2 separate regions of the Podarcis muralis genome follow, and region 2 is linked to region 1. Evidence: chromatin contacts called from public Hi-C data. All regions are on one chromosome and are shown on one strand. The core of a region is the stretch at or near the end of the contact, and the rest is flanking DNA. Distances in the headings are between cores, read along the strand shown. Region 1 holds the start of POLH (DNA polymerase eta). Region 2 holds the start of LOC114594508 (zinc finger protein 318-like).

Region 1 (6,106 bases), core at 1,748-4,247:
TGTCGTCCCCCCACCTCGCATGCTGCTAACAGAGCTACCTTACCTATTACAGATAAGCTCCAGCTGAAAAAGTATTGAGCTCAGTTCACTATACTCCAAAGAAAGCCTGGACTGTTCAATTTGCAAAGAACGGTAAAAATAATTTTTAGAGAGACTGCTGCCTGAAGACCCAGAATAAACAAACTGTATCCACATTGGAAAAAAACAGCAAAAGGGGATTCAAAAAACTTTCCCAAAAGCAAACCTTAGCCCCAAAGCAGAAAACTCATCAAAAGCATAGCTGATCTGTAACCATCCTGAACCCTATTTTGTTTCAGAGTACTTCACAATCACATGGACAACAATAGCTGCAAGTAATAATCAATCCAGGGCTTACTTGGTGAGATCTGCTTTACCATGGGCCTCTGGTACTCGCGCTAACAGGAGATCCGGACATAGTTTCTTTGCATCAGCAGCAAACATGTTTCTGGTAACTCCAAAAGCACGAGCTTCATAGCTCACTGCAATGATTCTGAGTTGGGTGAGGGAGAAATGATGAGCTATTAAGTTATGAGTTTAAGACAGTGAAAGGAACACACAAACCCAGTCACTTTTTTGGTTCAGTTTAGCATTAGATAATGAGTCTTTAACAAATTAACATGTTAAAAAAAACCCCACCTACAAATTACTGTAGCTTAAAAGAAAGGAGAGTTTTCCTTGCACGTTATAATATTTTAGCCATCTTAAGAGGAAGGTACATTTTTAAAGGTTTTGAGGAGATATTGAGAGGCAGGTGGAAGACTATAAATAGTTTATAGAATGCTAGAATCAATTTGGGTCCAGAAATAGGTAATTGTTAGTTGTATAGACACTTGGGGAAGTGGATTCCATGCTGCATTTGGCTTTCCCACCCTGAGAGGTGAAAATCAAAGTCCATTTTAGACTGGGAGTGTGCAGGAATGCATCCTATCATTTTGGGGAGAGCGGGTAGAGAAAACAAACAGAAACATGGGTCACAGGAAGGAGCATTATGAAGCAGTTGGGGTGGGGAGGCAACTCAGGAAGCCGCCCTATACAGTATCGACCCCACATCGATCGATCATCAACGATTGTGGCGGCGGCAGCAGCAGCAACTCGGCAGGATTTCTGGATTTGTCAGCCCTCCCTGGGGGTGCGGGCGATTAAAGCCTTTTGCTCTGACCACTGAGCGGCACGGCCCCTTTCCCCCAGCTCCTCCGCGTCAAGATCCTCCTCCTCCCACCTCATTCCGCCGACACGAGCAGAGCAGCAAAGCTAGCAGGGTCAAGCAGCAGCAGCAGCAGCTCCGTACCCGCCGCCTTTCCACGTCTTGTACTGCACCACGGCGCACGGCTTCCCGCGCAGGCTGGGCTCCAGGCGCTGCTCCACCTGCATGTAGAAGCAGTCCATGTCCGCCAAAGCCACCACCCGCTCCCGCCCGCGAGACATGGCGGGCCACGCGGGGCCGCCACGGCAAGGAGGCGAAGAACGGAGCCGGGTTCGGCTTGAGGGCCGCAGGTGCGATGCGCGGAGGCTGAACAAGCCCAGGCAACAGCTCAGCTGCCTCAGCCGCTAAAACTCCCGCCTTCACGCCTAAAGGACTACAACTCCCAGCATGCCTTTAACTACCTTTGCGCCTCGAACGCAGTTGCTTATACAGCAATGCATATTGGGAAATGTAGTCTTCGGAGGGGAAAAGAAGGCCACGGGTTAGACCGAGAACGGATTTCCCTCCGCCCCGTAGTGGAAGGGCCATCGATTACGTCATTCTTTCAGGGACACCGTGACGCGACTCTCCTTCACCAAACTAGCGGGATGATAGATGTAGAAATGTTAGACTGACAATTCCTTGAGCTGCTCAGTGGATTTTCTGAATTCCACCCCCGGTCGTGTGATCACTTTCGGAGAGGGATAAAAGTGACAGCTGCTCGTTCAGGGACATTGGAAGCTGACAGTAACCCCAATTTAAAATAAAATAAAAAAGCACGCATGCATTACTTTACAATTCTATCACTACACGTCAGAATCGGGTAATGCCGCTTATTATTTTTCCAATTGATGCATAGATTTACTGCGGACATACACAAAAAGCAAACTCATGGGGCTCATTAGACTTCTCTTTTCTTCCTAGGGACGAAAGTAACTCTTTCAGCTAGTTTTCTAGCTGAAAGAGTCACTTTCTAGGGAAAGAGTTACTTTCGTCCCTACGAAGAAAAGAAAACTAGAAAACTAGCTGAAATCTATTATGTTAGCTGAACGGGGTCGGCAAAGTATTCCCCCCTACAATAAAAAGTAGAGGCAGAGAGGGGTGTTATTTCTAGTTCAAGTCTTACTTTATGAGAAAGATGCGTGGGCTAAAAGTTTTTTGTTTTTTTTAAAAGAGAGATTACAGGAGCGAGCCTGAAGCAACCCGAAAGTTCCACGTCAAACAACGAAACCTCTCTAAACTTTCCTATCTCTACATGACGACCGTAGAGCTACTATCGCATTCACTGCCGGCGTTTAAGAAGCGTGTGCGAAAAAAGGTCGCCGGGGTCGCCTGCGCCTGCGCACTGCGCCACTTTGGCCGTCGCACCCGGCGCAGCGTTGCTCCCCTTACTCTCCTCGAGCCCGGTTGCCCGGGGCAACAGCGGCTTTCCTCTCCCCCCGCTCCCCCCCTGCCCCCACCCCAGCCCCGCAGCGCCATGTCGTGGGACCCGGTGAGCACCCTCTGCGAGCAGCTCGTGAAGGCGGTGACGGTGATGATGGACCCGGCCTCCACGCAGCGGTACCGCCTGGAGGCCCTCAAGGTACCGCCGCGCCTCCGCCTCCCGAAGAGCCCCCTGAGGCCGGGCGCGGGGTTGTTTTTGGGGCGGGGGGCTGCCTGAGGGGAGCCGGGATGGGTGGCAGGCAGACACATGGCCGGCGCCAGCTCGGGACTCCCGTGCGCCCCTCGCACCGCTGCTCCTTCGGATGCAGGTCGTGCCTCGTTGGCTTTCCGTATGCAAAGCAGAAACTGCGGCGGTTTCTGCCCCCCGAGGCCTCTCCGCTTTCGAAAGGGGTTGCCCCGCCGTGGGGAGCCTCGGCCTCTCTTCTTCCAGAGTGTGGTGTCGCTCCACGGCCATGCTGCCCCCTCGCCCGCCCTGGGGCCCACGTGGCCGGGTGTCTCCATTGCAGGGGGCTGAGCATCCTGCATGGCCGGCTTCCTACAGCGGTGAGCGGGGGCAAAAAAAAACCCCTTGCCTCCTCCGCGGACTCTCCGCGCTGGCCTGGGAGTGTGGCAATGTGTGAGTGTGCCCGCTGGGTGCGATCTCGACAGTGCAAGGCAGATTTTGTTGTTTAGTCGTGTCCGACTCTTCGTGACCCCATGGACCAGGCACTCCTGTCTTCCACTGCCTCCCGCAGTTTGTTCAAACTCATGCTGGTAGCTTCAAGAACAACCATCTCGTCTTCTGCCGTCCCCTTCTCCTTGTGCCCTCAATCTTTCCCAACATCAGGGTCTTTTCCAGAGAGTCTTCTCTTTTCATGAGGTGGCCAAAGTATTGGAGCCTCAGCTTCACGATCTGTCCTTCCAGTGAGCACTCAGGGCTGATTTCCTTCAGAATGGAGAGGTTGGATCTTCTTGCAGTCCATGGGACTCTCAAGAGTCTCCTCCAGCACCATAATTCAAAAGCATTAATTCTTTGGCAATCAGCCTTCTTTATGGTCCAGCTCTCACTTCCATACATCATTACTGGGAAAACCATAGCTTTAACTATATGGAACTTTGTTGGCAAGGTGATGTTTCTGCTTTTTAAAATGCTGTCTAGGTTTGTCATTGCTTTTCTCCCAAGAAGCAGGCAGATGTAAAAGGGGAAAGAATGCTTGGGGAGGGGCAGGGATTGTTATATTAGGATTGCCACCTTCTTTCTCTCACTCCGTACCCCACCCAAGAGTCCAACTGCGCTGACAAATTAAAAATCAACAGATGCAGGTCATGTAAAGCCACACTAGTTTTTTGTTTTGTTTCTGTGTTGCATTTATATCCCATTGCAGAACGCACAAAAAGTATACATTTCCTACAAAAGACACAAAACGTTTGGTTCCTGAGTATGTGAAATCTATCCAGTAGTAGAAGTGCTGGGGAAGGCAGCTCCGAGAAGTTTGAGGTGGTGTACATAGTTTACCTCTTCCCCATTTTGTCCTGATGACAACCCTGTGAGGTAGGTTAGCCTGAGAGGTAGTGACTGGGCCAAGATCACCCAGTCAGCTTCGTGGCAGAGTGGGGACCCACTAGGTCCAACCTCCCTGGTATTTCTACTTGAATAGGTTCTCTCTGTTTTGTGCACAGAAGAGCCCTGCCAGAGTTAAAGGAGATGACACAACCCTGGATGAAGCAGAGTAACATTGGTTGCATTTCCATTTCCATTCAAGGTGATACTAGGATAGCCCCAGAGAAGCAGGATTTCTGCAAAGGGTGTTAAACCAGGAGGGGAAAGATGTTGGTGGCATAATGGTTGTGGAATGATGAGCAAAGACAGGAGTAGGAAAATGGAATAAAAGAGGCATAAACAGCAGTGAGAGACACTAGAGAGATAAGAGACTTATATGAGGGAATAGCAGACAGCCTTTAGCGTAATCTCTAGCAACTTGAGGTTGATGCAGAAAGCAATGAATTAATGTATATAGACAATTGAGGAGAAGTGCTCTAACTTGGTGAAGGGAGAATGGTTTTGGTTACAAGCTTTGTGAATTGACACAATAAATGAAATTACCAGAGAGAAGACAGGCAAAATAAAGCTGAAGTGGGCGTGATACAATTGATGTGTGCACAGTTGTCTATGTAGCACAGAACTTATCAGTTCTTACATGGGAACCCCCCCCCCCCCAAGTATGGGGGAAGGAGGAGTCCACTGAGATTTGTGTGTGTGTGTTTCACATATTAAAATAGAAGGTGAAAAAAGGAGTAGGAAGAACAGCAGTTTTACTGGTTATAAACCCTAAAGGTTGTATTCAAAACCATTATATGCTTCAGATTTTTGACAGTTGGTGCACATTTCAGTACCATATGCTTTGTTGCCTTAGCAAGCCCTTTATATTCTCAAAACAAGTGTGAAGGGATTTCCTTTCTAGGAACAGTTTATTTGAAAACCAAAACTGGCCTTCTCACACATCTTTCTCTGCATTATCTTGGAGGGCGGATATTTTTTGAGCCAGTGTGGTATAATGGGTAGGCTAGAGCTGTGGAGACCCAGGTTCAAACCTTCAGTTATGCATCTCTGCCTAACCTACTTCACATGGTTATGGTAAGGATAAAAGGTTGGGGAAGAGCCATGTGGGATGCCTGAGCTCATTGGAGGAAAGGCAGGATATAAATGTAATAAATAATTAAATATGAACGTTCTTGTTTGCTTAAAAAAATAATTCTTGCTCTTTTTCAGTTCTGTGAAGAGTTTAAAGAAAAGAGCCCAGTATGTGTTCCCTGTGGACTGAAGTTGGCCGAGATAACACAGACTGCTATTGTCAGACACTTTGGTCTTCAGATTCTGGAGCATGTGGTGAAGTAAGGAAGTGAATGCAAAGCAAGTGGTGTGGCATTGCAACTTTTGAGAGCTTTTTAGCAGAAAATCAGGCATGCACCTGTCACCATAATTATCTCTGGTTGTTAATACCTCTACAGTTTATATATAGCAAGGGAAACCCAGTGACAAGCTGAATAAGGAATTTATAATCAGTATTTTTTGTGTTAGTTCAGCAACAAGATCACTCCGTTATATGGAGATCCCACTTTTCTCTTTGCTGAGCTGTCTAGAGATTCAACTTCCTCTCTGTTTCTAGCAAACTAACACCACCTTATCTGTGTGTGTGTGTGTGTGTGTGTGTGTGTGTGTGTCTTGTATTGACTCCTGCCTGTTTTCTCAGCTGTGCTAGGTATTGTTCATTATTGACTGTTTCCAGAGGGGTCTGTGTTGATGACAGATACTATAAAAGAAGCCTTTCTGGATCAGATGAGAGGGCCACCTATTCCAGAGTTCTGTTTCCAACATTGGGCAGCCAGATGATTGTTGAGAAGTCCACAAGCAGAGCTTGTAGCCCTTTCCACTGTTGCTACCCAGCAACTGGTTTCCAGTACAGTCATACCTTGGATCCT
Region 2 (6,106 bases), core at 1,658-4,157, 170 kb after region 1:
ATTGCCAAGGTGTGCTTGAATGCAGCAGAAGAGTTGTCAGCCAACTTCCTGCATTACTACTTCCAAACATCATTTCACTGGAGTAGCTATCCTTTTGTCAGAGGCATAAATCTTGTACTTGCATGTCACTGCAAGCCCTGCTTCTGATGCGTTTTGTTCTGACTTTGTGTAGGTCTAAATGTCTTCATAGTTATGTTAATTCATATCAATATTTGGCTTCTATAAAGTTAGTTATTCCAGGAACATGTACTCTTAAAGGGTGCATTCCTGTGTACAGCCAGTCAGCTTGAATCCCATCTATCAAACTGCACAGCACTGCAGCTTAAGTTAATAGATCAGGGGTACCACCCTGCATAAGCGGGTACTGTAATTCGTGTCCTCAATTGCACTTTGCATTCCTTCTGGACAGATGGTCCAGAGAATAGGTTCAACCATTCAACGTATTTCAAGTTTAATATGGCAATGGCAGACTCAAACCAAAAGAGTACCATAATGTTTTAAATTCCTTTCTGTTTATCCGTATCAGAACGACTCAAGGTGGGTAACTCCTGAGCCAACAGTTGCAACAATTAAACTGCATTTATCTCATCCTACTTTTCTATACAGTAGGAGCTTCTGGACTACTTGCAGACAAAATTCAGTTAAATAGGGTTTAAAACTGTACAGGAACATAAGGTAAAGGTAAAGGGACCCCTGACCATTAGGTCCAGTCGTGACCGACTCTGGGGTTGCAGCGCTCATCTCGCTTTATTGGCCGAAGGAGCCGGCGTTTGTCCGCAGACAGCTTCCAGGTCATGTGGCCAGCATGACTAAGCCGCTTCTGGTGAACCAGAGCAGTTCACGGAAACGCCGTTTACCTTCCCGCTGGAGCGGTACCTATTTATCTACTTGCACTTTGTGCTTTCGAACTGCTAGGATGGCAGGAGCTGGGACCGAACAACGGGAGCTCACCCCATCACAGGGATTCAAACTGCCGACCTTCTGATCGGCAAGTCCTAGGCTCTGTGGTTTAACCCACAGTGCCACCTGCGTCCGTACAGGAACATAGGAAGCTGCTGAACCATCTAGCCCAGCATTTGTCCATGGAGCCCAGTAATTTCTACTCCAGACTTCCCCAGCTAACGACTTCAAGAGGCTTCGGACTACAATTGCATCAGCCCCAGCCAGTGCATGCTGACTATGGTTGATGGGAATTAAGGTTCAAAACCTCTGGAGGGCACCAGGTTGGGAAAGGCTAATCTACTTTGAGCGGTAGTGGTTGCTAGAATGTGCTTACTACCAACCTATGGACCCTCCTCCATATTAGTTTCTGCCCCTTAGCAACTTTCTAATGTGTACTATATATCTTATTCAGTACCTACCTCTCTTGTTCACTCTTGCTCTCAGAGAAGCTCACAAAGTATGCACAACTCAAACGATCTTTTCACAGTATGCACCGGACAGATGACACCTTGATGAAAGTTTGGGACAATGAATTGAATAATCTCAGAGTGTGTCATTATGTAAGGAGCACCTAGTCAAATGGACAGCGAACAAAACAGATATGCATATTCCGTTTAGAAAGTGAGCATGATTCACATCATCCTGACAGTTTAGAACAAGAACAGGTGTACAAAAATTGCAACTGCAAAATTTCTGCCAGATACAAAATCAAAGACTCCGATTCAGCTTGGAAATCATGTCTAAAATAAACACAAACACATTTAAGGTATTAGGTTTCCAACATTGTTTGGTGAATACTATTTTATGAATCTGATTATATAAATAGTATTATTAATTTATATACTACTTCATTTCCAAGATGGCCTCTTACTGGTTTATAAGTATAAAACCAATGATACATAATTAAAATATATAATAAAACAAGTTAATTAAGGCACTGAGATAAACATTCACAATTAAAATATGTAATAAAAATAAGACCATTAGAACAGCACAATGAAAAGATTTAAAACAGCAGTTGGTTAATAATATGAATTTTAATCAGTCAAATCTTAAATCAGTATATGAATAAGAACAAGGGGAACAAAAAGCTATCTTACTTGGTTTTAATCAGTGTACAATGACAATGAGTCAGAGCTGGTGGGGCAGCATCTTTTCAGGATGTCAAGCAGAAATCTATCAGGCAATGTGAAATATCTCTGTCCAGGACCTTGAGAGCTGCTGTCAGAGTAGACAACGCTGAAGTAAATGGACAAATATTCTGAGCTGCAATAGGGCACCTTCCTATAATCGGATTAGAAGAGTCACCCCCCCCCCTTATTATCATTTTAAAACGATACTTTCCGTTTGCATATTTACAACAATTTAGTTTTCATTACGATTTTTATTATTTTACATCTGAGGACTGATTAATTGGAGGACAGCCTTTTTTGGTCAGCCAACTAAACATTGCAAGCCCCCTGCTTTCTTGGGCGTTTCCTCAGAAATCCGCCTATATACAGATCAGTGATCAAATGACACGAGAGCCAGAGGAAGCCCGTGTTCTGAATCAGCTGAAATTCTCGCAGACCACTGTTGAAACAGAACACATTAAAAGGAGAACGGGAAACTCAGGGTATATTGCTCTACACGTTTTCTCTCTATGAACTCTGAGTTACCAGGCCGGACGGAGCCCACTGATATACTGTATCTTTTCCCCCACCAGCGGCCTCTAGCGTCTGGGAGAATACTTTACAGCCCCTGGCAGGCGCAAAGGCCACGTGACTCGAGTTCCGCCGCCGCCATTTTGTAAGGACGTCGGAAGGAAGTGTCTTCCCCGCCCGCGCAAGCAGCGTTTGCGTCCGGTGCTACGTGCGCGCGCGAGGAGCGGGGGCAGTTGATACGTGCGCAGAGCGGGGGCTGGGGGCTGGGAAGGGAGCTGGCGAGAGCGGCCTTGGTGGCGGCGGAGGCGCTGCTGTTGTCGTGATGCACCGCGCCAGCAGCAGCCGTTCGAGCAAGCCGTCTTCCAGCCGGTCCAAAGCCAGCGGATCCAGCTCCAGTTCGGCTCGAGGCCGCAGCTCGCACCGCTCGCGCTCGCGTTCGCGCTCCCGGTCTCCGCGGAGCCGCCGCCGGCACCGCTCGCGCTCCAGCGGACGCTCTTCGCGCCGGTCGCCGCCTTCGCGCCGCAGTAGTCGGGTACGCTCTGCCCGTGGCGGCGGAGGCTGAGGGGGTTGCGGGTTGGGGAATTGGCCCGGCTTGAGCGAATTTAAGCCGCCTCCGAGAGCCAGCGTGGTGTAGAGGTTAAGAGCGGTAGACTCGCAATCTGGTGAACCGGGTTCGCGTCTCCGCTCCTCCATATGCAGCTGCTGGGTGACCTTGGGCCAGTCACACTTCTCTGAAGTCTCTCAGCCCCACTCACCTCACAGAGTGTTTGTTGTGGGGGAGGAAGGGAAAGGAGAATGTTAGCCGCTTTGAGACTCCTTCGGGTAGTGATAAAGCGGGATATCAAATCCAAACTCCTCTTCTTTCGCCTCCCCAGCGTCCAGGGGTAACTGCCGCCCGCTTGCCTCAGTACAGTGGTAGCTCGGGTTACATACGCTTCAAGTTACATACACTTCAGGTTACAGACTCCGCTATCCCAGAAATAGTGCTTCAGGTTAAGAACTTTGCTTCAGGATGAGAACAGAAATCGTGCTGTGGCAGCGCGGCGGCAGCAGCAGGCCCCAACCTAAGGTGGTGCTTCAGGTTAAGAATAGTTTCAGGTTAAGTACGGACCTCCGGAACGAATTAAGTACTTAATCCGAGGTACCACTGTACCTTCCCCAAGGAGCATCCCCCAACTCTCGCACCTAACTGCCACTTGCTGGAATAGCCAGCCGTTTTCCTGCCCCCAACTTAGTTATATATAACATCATGGCCCACATTTCTGGGCATGCGCCCAGCAACCTTGAGCATCCCTAAGCAATCTTACCCGCGATCCCAGCCTTGGCTCTGTGGTGATGTGAAGGAGGTCGAAAGGCTTAATGACAGCTGGAGGGGAAGCTTTGCCTCAAAGTAGAGAAACATGAAATGTGCAACAGCCCTGTGTATCCTACATCTGAGAGGAAATCACCTTGGATTTAGTAAGACCTCTGAGTAGACCCTTCTCAGGTTGAGCTGCACACTCCTTTCTTTCCTTCATTTCTACATGAAGGAAAGTGGCCGGTGATTTTTGCCCACACACAAAATACGCTTAACAGGTTAAGGCAATACCTGTAGACTTGGCTTGTTGTGGGGAGGAGCTTAGGTTTATTTTTACCAAAGGTTCGTGGATCGTTAAATGAATTTGAAAAGTAGAATGGCTGCTAAGGCATATTGGGCGCCTAAAACCTGGTTGGATTACTTGAAAATTATTTCAACCAAAATCAACACAGCTAATGGATAGTCATGGTTAGGATGGATCAAACTCTGAATTTCAGAGAAGATTAGCCTTTGGAAGTGATTGTGCTTCACTTTTCATATTTGTCAATAACCAAATACTTAAAGATCTTAAAGGCTGGGGGAGAGATGAAGAAGAAAAGAGGCTGCATTTGGATGATTAATGAGCTGAGATATGCATCAATTTACTGAACCTGCATGCAATCTCTTTGGTCCCCTGCCCCCTTTGTTCAAGTGGGAAACATGCCAGGAAACCAGTTAACCATAGTTATTCTGTTAACAAATAATTGGAAAGCTAGTCAATGGCTTCCAAGGAGGCTAGAATATGAAGCCATTGAAATAAAATTTGCTTCCAGTTCCTGTCTTGTTTGGAAGCCAGTGTTTGGATGTAACAGTACACTGCTGTTAGTTTTGATGCCTGGCTTTGGGAACAGGGAGCTGAGCAAGCTGCATGTGGATTTGTGACTCTGCACATATCTTGGCTTAATAAACTGAGGTTTGATTCTCTAGATATCAGGAGGAAGCAGAGTGAGGAGATAAATACTTCCAAGAGATAAGTTCACCTATCTAAAAATGTCTATTAGAACTTGGAAGTGCCCTATTCGAATGATGGGCTATCCCCCTGTTCCATTATTAATTAATTTTAAGAAACAACCCATTCCTAGAATTGACCGCTTTTCTGTGAAAAATGGGGGTGGACAGTGGTTTTTTGGTGGTTTATGTCACTGGCAATAAATTGGGAGGCTTCTTATTCTTCTAAATGATACAATTGTCAATTTAGCTGCATTGTCTCATTACATTGTTGGTGTACATATTATCAGATGTCTTCACTGCACATTATAAACATTAGATGCATGTAGTGTTTTTCAAATCCACATCAATTGTAGTAAAATTTGCATACTGCATTAATATTGGCTTATTTCTTAAATAGCATCATGAACCCCCTGCCCCATAGTAACTTACTTGGCCGTAAGAATTCTGATGTCTTGTTATTTTAATTGTAGAGACGCTCTCCAGGCAAGCGCTCTCACTCTCCAGGCAAGAGCTCTCACTCTCCGGGCAAGAGCTCTCACTCTCCGGGCAAGCGCTCTCACTCTCCGGGCAAGCGCTCTCACTCTCCGGGCAAGCGCTCTCACTCTCCGGGCAAACGCTCTCACTCTCCAGACAAACGCTCTCCAAGTTTGAGTGATGTGAACAGGTAAGGCTTCTCTGAAGGCCAGTCTCTCATAATTAACCTTGGTTATCTTTCTTGGTTCTTGTCCCATGGGTAATATAAAACCCCACAACCTGGTTGTAAGAGGTTGTGGGAAATGTATAGGACATGTTGGGAATCTCACATATAGGACAGACGTATTTAGCTCTCTTATTGACATATTTTTCATACCTCCCTTGGTATGGATTTAAAATGTTAGGAATTAAAGAGAGGCATTGAAAACATGTCTCCGTTTAATTTCATACAGCCTTTTTACAAATAAGAGCAGGATGGAGATGGATAAAAAGTACATAGCTCAGTTTTGAAAACCTTTTGTTTGACTGAAATCATTAGTTTTTACATCTACTACTTTGAATTTTTCTAACAGTTTTGTCTTCAGTGGATTCTAAGGAAACCATGAGAGTAGATGTGGAATGGAAACAGCTTCTTTTCTAAAAATGAACCCCAGTTGAAAAACAAAATGATGAAACACCCTTCTAGTAAATTTCTTCTCACCTCATGACAATTTAGCTGCTATTTTAAACTCGCATGTACCTGCAGGTGCAGAAACAGTGT

The links. Hi-C and Micro-C count contacts between places; a contact is called where the count stands out from the background.
Region 2: a Hi-C map of tail shows a contact between it and region 1, with 2.7 times the contacts expected there. The contact joins the promoter of LOC114594508 here to the promoter of POLH in region 1. A contact is called at or near these places in 2 of 3 Hi-C or Micro-C datasets (blood and tail).

Annotation. Positions count from the first base shown.
Region 1 is chr3:39,271,581-39,277,686 of rPodMur119.hap1.1, forward strand. It overlaps POLH (DNA polymerase eta), which reads right to left and starts at 2,998. Exons shown (of 11, transcript XM_028724328.2): 1 at 2,936-2,998; 2 at 1,627-1,804; 3 at 377-511. The coding sequence starts at 462. It overlaps XPO5 (exportin 5), which reads left to right and starts at 2,555. Exons shown (of 32, transcript XM_028724323.2): 1 at 2,555-2,786; 2 at 5,397-5,518. The coding sequence starts at 2,682.
Region 2 is chr3:39,444,682-39,450,787 of rPodMur119.hap1.1, forward strand. LOC114594508 (zinc finger protein 318-like) reads left to right here and starts at 2,908. Exons shown (of 9, transcript XR_013392177.1): 1 at 2,908-3,117; 2 at 5,343-5,536. It overlaps LOC114594512 (a long non-coding RNA gene), which reads right to left and starts at 2,716. Exons shown (of 3, transcript XR_003706002.2): 1 at 2,043-2,716; 2 at 1,362-1,450.